2 separate regions of the Mus musculus genome follow, and region 1 is linked to region 2. A link is a contact called in public promoter capture Hi-C data. All regions are on one chromosome and are shown on one strand. Each heading gives the region's core, a stretch centred on a gene start, on an enhancer-like site or on the middle of the called end of the contact. The rest is flanking DNA. Distances are from core to core; before and after follow the strand shown. Region 1 holds the start of Slain1os (SLAIN motif family, member 1, opposite strand). Region 2 holds the start of Uchl3 (ubiquitin carboxyl-terminal esterase L3 (ubiquitin thiolesterase)).

Region 1 (3,882 bases), core at 26-2,525, 2.0 Mb before region 2:
GAAACACAGGCCCTGGGCAAAGAAGGCTTTCCAGGAGTTCTTCAATTGAGGAGGAAAGAACTCTCCTGAATGTGGGTAGCACCATGCTATCGGCTGGGTTCTAGACTGCACAGAAAGAAAACATCCAGCTGAGCACCTGTATTGCCTCCCTGTGCACATGTCATGTGACCAGCCACCTGCTCCATGCCTTCCTGCCATGATGGATTGTGAGCCAAGATAAACTCCTCCTTCCTTAATTGCTTCTCAGGTGTTTTATTATAGAAAGGAGAAAACTGATATACCATAAAACTAGTAGAAGCTAAATTTGAAAAAAAAACCCACTATTTATAAAAAAGTAAATACTTTGAAATAAGCTTAATTTTAGAGCTATAGAATCTCTCAAAACAAAAGTCTATAAAACATTGCCAAGACACATTGAATAAGATTTAAATCAACAAAACCTTACTACATATTAATATGGAATGCTTAGACTGCTGCTGATTCACCCAAAAGTGTCTGGTGGACTCAATGAAAGTCCAATTTCATTTGAAATGACAGTACAGAGTAGCTTTCAAGAAGAGTCCTACTGGCTGGGCGGTGGTGGCACACGCCTTTAATCCCAGCACTTGGGAGGCAGAGGCAGGCGAATTTCTGAGTTCCGGGCCAGCCTGGTCTACAAAGTGAGTTCCAGGACAGCCAGGGAAACCCTGTCTCAAAAAAACAAAAAAAGAAAAAAAAGAAAAAAAGAAGGGTCCTACTGATGAACTATGTCCCTTACAGTCAAAATATGTAAGGGACCCACATTAAAAAGAAATAATAGCTACCAGAAGAAAATAGCAAAGATAGACATCATTTGAGTTTTATAAGTAAGAAATGAAAAAGTCAGGAAGGTTATGATGCCTGGATTTCATAAAACCCGAGGTCCAGTCTGACGACACAGTCCTTTGTTGATGAAGTTTTCTCCCCAGCCTCTGCAGAATCCTAAGCCCTAAACCTGAAATGGGAACATCTGAGTTACTGTGAGGAGACACCATGACCATGGCACTCTCAAAGGAGAAAGCAATTAACTGGGGGCTTGCTTACAGTTTGAGAGGCTTGACATGACAGGAGCAGGGCGGCATACAGGCAGGTGCTGGGGCTGGAGCTGGGGACCATAGCCACAAGAACAAAGGGAGTGAGACTGGTCTGGTGTGGGCTTTGAGTTTCCTCTAACAAGGCCCACCCCCAGTGATGCACTTCCTCCAACAAGGCCCACCCCCAATGACGCACTTCCTCCGACAAGGCTGTTTCTCCTCCTCCTTTCTAATGCTATCGACCAATCCTGATGCTCCCTGTTGACCAAGCATCCAAATGTAGAGCTATGGGGGCCATTCCCATCCAAACCGCAGAGTGACCGACCTAATGCACAGTAATGCCTCTTGTTTGTTCTGCTTTCCTGTACGTGACTTTTCTATCTTAATTCTTTATGTATTTTAAATAGAATCCCGCCTATAGAGAATCCCCCCCATCCATCCCTTGTTTTTTGCTTTGTTAAGCATGGACCCAGAGATATTTATATGGCACTATCAATTATAATCTATTATTATTTACTCTGCAGTTCAGATGGTCTCAGCTCTGGCCACAGGCCATTTCCTTCCAACATGCTCGCATTAGTTTTTTAGTATTTCAAAGCTAGAAATCCAAAATCATGAACACTCCTTCCTATTTTGTGTTGTGTTAATTATTATGGCACTCAAAGACTATTGTCCACACACAAAGTTACAATCAACACATTCCTTATCGTCCTATATTTGCTAAAGACGAAACATTTTTCTATTGCTTCATACTTACACTGTTAGTCTTCATTTACTCAGACCTAGAATGTATATTTTTCCTCAGGTAAAATTCTTCATAATTAGCCTGCTGTCTAAAAATAACTGACATCAGTCAGTGAACAGGCCTCTCTGTTTTGCATCATTAGTAAATTCGTGAATCAGCTTTGCCTTCATTAGACACCCTACTAATTTAACTATTTAATGGATATAGATTCATTCATGAACTCATGTTTATTTCACTCATTCATTCACAACGAACCAAGGTCCAAGTCCAGAGCTCACAGCCTGGTAAAAATCAGTAAACCATGACACAGGCTGAGTGCTCTATCTAAAATGCTGGGAAACAAGCCTTAGACTAACATTTGGGATGTTTTCAAACTTGAGAAATTATCAATCTATTGTCTATCATCTACATCTATCTATCCAACTATCCATCTATCTTCTATATTCTATCTATATATCTTCTACTATACACACACACATATATATTTCTACCATCTGTCAATCAATCAATCAATCATGTGGGTGTGTTGACTGAATGTATGTCTGTGTATGCCTAGTGTCCAGAGTCCAAAGGACGGCATCATATCCCCTAGAACTAGAGTTACAAAAGGTTGTGAGCTATGATGTGGCCTAGGAACCAAATTGGAGTCCTCTGAAAGAGCAGCCAGTTCATCACTTAGCCATCTCTCCAGCCCCGCATGTTGTAGAACATTTGCATATACATAGACATATCTTTCATGTTAGTGGTTTGACCATAAAATGTCACCAAGAAGGATCCTGTGTTGAAGCCTCAGCTCCTAGCTGGTGGCCTTTTTCTGAGAGGTACTGGAAACAATAGGAGATGGGGCCTACTGGGATAGAGCAGGTCATTGGTCATATCCCAGGAAGACATACCTTGTCCCTAAGCCCTTCCTATGTCTCTTTTGGCTACTGGGCAGTCAACAATTTCCTCATCTACCTGTTCCCACAGAATGACATCTGCTATGCCTCAGACCGAGAGCAATCCAGTCAGTCATGGGCTGACACATGCATCACTGAACCAAAATGGACTTTTCTTCCCTTTAGGTGGCTTCTCTTGGTTATGTGTCATAGTGATCAAAAACCTAACAAAACACTGGAAGCTGGGTGGCTGCTCTGACCCTATGACCTTGTGGTTCCTAAGCCTCTGCTACTGGTTTGCAAGGAGGAATTTGTGAATTTGGAAGATGTTTATAGAAGCAGGCAAACAAAACAACAACAACAAAAAATTTGCATTTAATGACTCTCATAGTAGAAGGCCAGAGCTCCAGTTAGACAGGACAGCAGAAAAGACTGTGTTTTTGGTGCAGAAGGGAGTGAGGAGTCTGCTGAGACTCAGACCCCTGCTGCCAGGGTCCAAAAGAACTCAGCAGAAGACTCTGAAGTCACTCACATGGTGCTTGTTCTGCAGGTAGGCAGGCAGAATGTAAGAGCAATCGGTGCACAGACTCTGCCTAAGCACTCAAAGGACGGTGAAGGAGACAGATTGGGCAGTGTGGGGGAGGGCCAGAAGCCTTGTAGTGAGACTTCAGGAATTACAGATCTGATAAACATGGTACATGTGCCAAGGAAAGCTGCAGGGAATGAGAGGAGCTGGCCCAGGGAGAAGCCGTATGGTCTGCACACTACAGAACCATAAGATACAGGACCAACCAAGAGCCTTTGCTCCTGCCCGTCACGTGTCAGACCGCTTGAGCCTGTGGCCGTAGTTGCTGACTTGGCTGGGATTGGGCCTTGCCTTTCTATCCCTATTCTTCCCTGCTGGGATGGAAATGTTCACTCTGCATTGTTTTATGCTGGAAGTATGTCACGTTTTCTTGATTTCATAGTAGTTTACTGCTGCTGAGGTCTTAGGGGAACTTTGCATGCGGACATTTTGAGAATTCCGTTAACTGTGAAGACCATGGAAATTCCTGGAGATAGATTAAATACCTTTGGGATCATCAGATGGTCATTATGAAAGCTCACTCTCAGGTATGGGTAATTAAAGCCTTGGTCACTATTTTGAAGGGGGCAGAAATTTTCGGACTCAAGGCTGGAAGAGGCCTTGAGTCCGATCTACATGTGG
Region 2 (4,091 bases), core at 1,360-3,859:
AAACGAGATAAAGGTGGTTAGTCTGGGACTGAGCACGTGACTGCAGAGAACACGTCTGTCTGTCTGTCTGTCTGATCAGGAAACCCTCCAGACCCACCGAGAAGATGTCAGATACACTGAGGTGCAGACCCACCGAGAAGATGCCAGATACACTGAGGTGCAGTGCAGCTACTCCAGACCCACCGAGAAGATGCCAGATACACTGAGGCACAGTGCAGCTACTCCAGACCCACCGAGAAGATGCCAGATACACTGAGGTGCAGTGCAGCTACTCCCTGAACTTAGTTGAGGATGTGGGCAGATCTTTAAACTGCATTCAATACATAGCAAAGAACTCAAGAATGAACTTTTAAAGCAATACCATTTACAAGAGCGCCTCAAATCATCAAATTTGTAGGTATCCAATAATCTTTTTCCCAAGAGCTATGTGCTCAAACTATCAAACACCGATGGAGAAATCAAAGACCTAATTAAGTGATGATCCACCTTGGTCAAAGATGACAAGATCCACTGTAGTAAAGACACACCCCTCAGAATATGTCTATCCAATTGCCACATTCACCAATCAAGTTTCTGTACAGATTGACAAGCATTCTAAAATTTATTTGGAAGGTAAAGCAATTAGAAAAGCCTAAACAATTCAGAAAAGGTACAATGCTGGCTTCATACAATTTGAGGACTTATAAAGCCACAACAAAGAGAACGATAACCGAAAGAGGAACAGACAGATCAATGGAGCGAAAGCTATCACATATATAGTAAATTGCTATCGCTAAAGTGTAAAAATCACTTTGCTTTACAGCTCAAATACACACTTCTTCTTATGCACAGAAGTTGGAAATTCTTTGAGATTTTTCTCTTGACAAAATAAAATGCACTAGGGAAAGAGATGAGCAAATTTCAAAGTCAAGAACAAAAGGAATTTGGCCTCTTCCAGAAAGGGTGCTGTGAACAGCAAGGCAACGGGGAAGTGCTGGCTTTTAAACTTTACACAGTTCACCTTACTAAGAAGATAGGAACTGATGCTAACAAAAATATATAACAAACCCACATAAGCTACAGGGAGTCAGGCCAGTGAGTCAAGGCTCCTCCCACCAGCAAATACAGAAGACCTGTGTTTAATCCCAAGGACCCACCTGAGGGACTGAGAGAACTGAATCTAGAAAGTTGTCCTCTGACCTCCACCCGAAATCAATGAAACAATAAATGAAACAAAATAAATGAAAACACTTTCAAAAATTCCAAAAGACAAAGGATGTCACCTCTAACATAAAGCCTGTGTGTTTTATACAAAGAATTTGCTAAAATGCTTTTAAAAAAACCGTTAAAAATAACAATAATAATAATAATAATTGGAGGAAGGGAGCAGGTTTTTAGGCAGCATTTCAATTCAGGCTGGGCTGGAACTCAAAATCCTCTTTACCTCAGCCTCCCACACGCTGATACTGGCAGACATGTACCACGATGTCTGGTCTCAAAAAAGCATTTTTAAACGTTGATAATAGATCTTTATCCTTCGGTTATGAGAAGAAAGATGGAAGAAAAGGAAGAAAACTATATAACAAACTAAGAGAACTGTTAAAGGTGAACTAAATCTGAGAGCAGAAAAAAAGGCTAATTAATACATATCTGTGCAAATATATATATATATATATATGCATTCCACCACCTAATTTGGGGTCTGAAAGGCATCCCAAGCCCCAACCTTCAGTATCCAAAACAAACTCCCTTTTAAGAGTAGCAGGTGGCTACGCATTGCAGGACAACCATTAAACCGGGCTTTGTGTGGTACAGGAGGCAAGGACCAGGTCCACCTTCGAAAGACGGGGAGAGAAAGGGGGCGTGGCAGGGAAGAGAAGGACCTCGATGGGGCAAGAGATGACTGAAAGGTGATTTCATTGTACAGGAGGTGGATGGAATTACCAGAACTGGGTGGGCAAGTTTACAAAGCCGGGAGTCAGGAAGTGTTGGCAAATTAGTCACCTTAGAAGGGACAGGGTCAAGGAACAGGATGGAACCCGCAACGGCAAGGAGACGAACCAAGATGGGGAAAGGCACGGGGTGGGGATACCAGGCGAGGGGCTACCAAACCTCAGACCCCGGGTGCCCCAGGCAGCGCCGGCGACGCGGGGTCCGACGGAGGGACAGAGGACGCTCGCTGCACCGGCATCTCCCCGAGCCAGGTGGTGGCCCGAGAGGGGCGGAGCCGCCCACAGCCGCAGCCTGGGGCCGCCTGCCCGCCCGGGATGAGATCCCTGGATCCTTGGGGATGCAGAGGTGAAGGCCAGCGGGGAGGCTGGCGGGGAAGGCGGGAAGGACTCCGGGGTCCGGGGTGACAGGCACCGACCGCACTCACCTGGTTGGTGACCTGAAACGAGACACAGAAGAGGGTTTAGCGACGCGCGCATGCGGGCTGGCGCCGGCCTCCCGACCCGCTCAGGCCCTGGCTGCGGAACCCGGCCGCGCTCACCTCAGGGTTGGCCTCCAGCGGCAGCCAGCGTTGACCCTCCATGACTGCTCCGCCGGCCGCTCTCCAGCTCTGACAGCCGCCACCACCGCCGCAGCCGCCGCCGCCGCCGCTTCCGCCCCCGCGCGCTCCGGCCGGCACCATCCAAACGCCGCCCCGAGGGGGAAACCAACGAATGGACTTCCACGACCCCCAAGACGCTTGATCTCTCCCTACGGAGACTCAGCCCTGGAGTTACTAATGAAGTTAAAAGGCAAATTAAACTGATAAGCCTGAGCCATGTCCTAGTTCATGAGAAAAAGAAGCTTTGATCAACGGTGAACTCCCCTCACACTTGGACTCTCCCTTCCCCCGAGCGAGCTCCCGAGTTCTACGCATGCGCCACCGGGCCGCGTGCTCGCAGGCAACCTCACCTTCTTGCAATGCCAACCAGAAGCTCTAGGGGGCGCGTCATGGATTCCTACTCTGTGAGAGTGGGACCGGTTTGCTAGCCTTAAGGCAGCCAAGCCAGAGGGGTTGACTCCTTGGAATCATGGTCTTCCTGCTCCTTTGTGAGGATACTGGAATGATATGTTGGCCTTATCTGTTATTGCACTGCCCGAGATACAGGTAATAGGTAAATGGTGGATATAGGTGATAGGTAGATAGATACTCAGTTCTGCTTGAGAAACAATATGGAGCCACTACAAAGAGGAAATCAGGCAATGTACTGTTTGGTACAAACTGAAGGACTTTAAACAGCATTTTGAAATCCATTCGCCATCCCACTAAATTTCAGGATGACAAATGTAATGATTTTGTTTGTTTGTTTGTTTGTTTGTTTGTTTTTCAGGGTTTAACTCAATGGCTAGTACATAGGAGATTTCTCAAGGGCTATTTGAGAAATGGTAGAGCACTTGTCTAGCATGCTTGAGGCCCTGGGCCCAATCTCAGTGTCACAAAGGAGAGAGAAGTGGAATAATCATGTATGCAGAAATACCATCTGTCAGTTATGTGGGGAAATGCAAAAACAGGAAAGTTGACACAAGGTAACATTTATGAAGACAGAGAAGCAGAAGATATTTCAAGGAGCAATCCTTTTGATATGTAGGAACCAAGAGTCATGGCAGGACTCCAGAAATTTGATCTGATATATATTACTATTCTGTATCGAAGAGAAGGATTTCAGGGAAAGGTTAGTTAAGAAGTGAGAAAAATATTATTATGCTGAATTTGTCCTTCTTGGGAAATTTCCAACTCTCCCACGCATGCTCTGGCTATTATTTTTATAACCCGGTGACTCTTGTAATCCCTTGACTCCTCCCTATTTGTCTGATGGCTTGATGCCATATCTGTCCAACCTCATGACTTGGTAAATCTGGCAATGCTGGGCTCATGATCGGTTAGCTGCAGTTGCCTGATCTCTTGTGGTGCTTGCTATAGTCTCAGTCTCTACTGGGGCTGTTTGGGGTGCCAGGGGAATTTTCAGACAGCCGCTTTTCTCCAGACTCCTGCAGTTCTGCATTTTGTTTCTCCTCTTAGTGCTTGGCCAATACGCCACACAACATCCTTATCCCTCTATCACGAGAATTTCTTCCCTGTTAGACATACCATGTCTGCTTCCTCATAACTCAACAGCAAACCA

What was found. Promoter capture Hi-C pulls out the DNA fragments that hold promoters and counts their contacts.
Region 1: a contact with region 2 is called in a promoter capture Hi-C map of neutrophils, with 6 times the contacts expected there. The contact joins the promoter of Slain1os here to the promoter of Uchl3 in region 2. A contact is called at or near these places in 4 of 39 promoter capture datasets (hippocampal neurons, liver, neutrophils and 1 more).

What each region holds. Positions count from the first base shown.
Region 1 is chr14:103,696,825-103,700,706 of GRCm38.p6, reverse strand. Slain1os (SLAIN motif family, member 1, opposite strand) reads left to right here and starts at 1,275. Exons shown (of 3, transcript NR_045148.1): 1 at 1,275-1,416; 2 at 3,644-3,788. The region is part of intron 5 of Slain1 (SLAIN motif family, member 1); the gene reads right to left.
Region 2 is chr14:101,652,485-101,656,575 of GRCm38.p6, reverse strand. Uchl3 (ubiquitin carboxyl-terminal esterase L3 (ubiquitin thiolesterase)) reads right to left here and starts at 2,609. Exons shown (of 9, transcript NM_016723.2): 1 at 2,471-2,609; 2 at 2,357-2,368. The coding sequence starts at 2,512.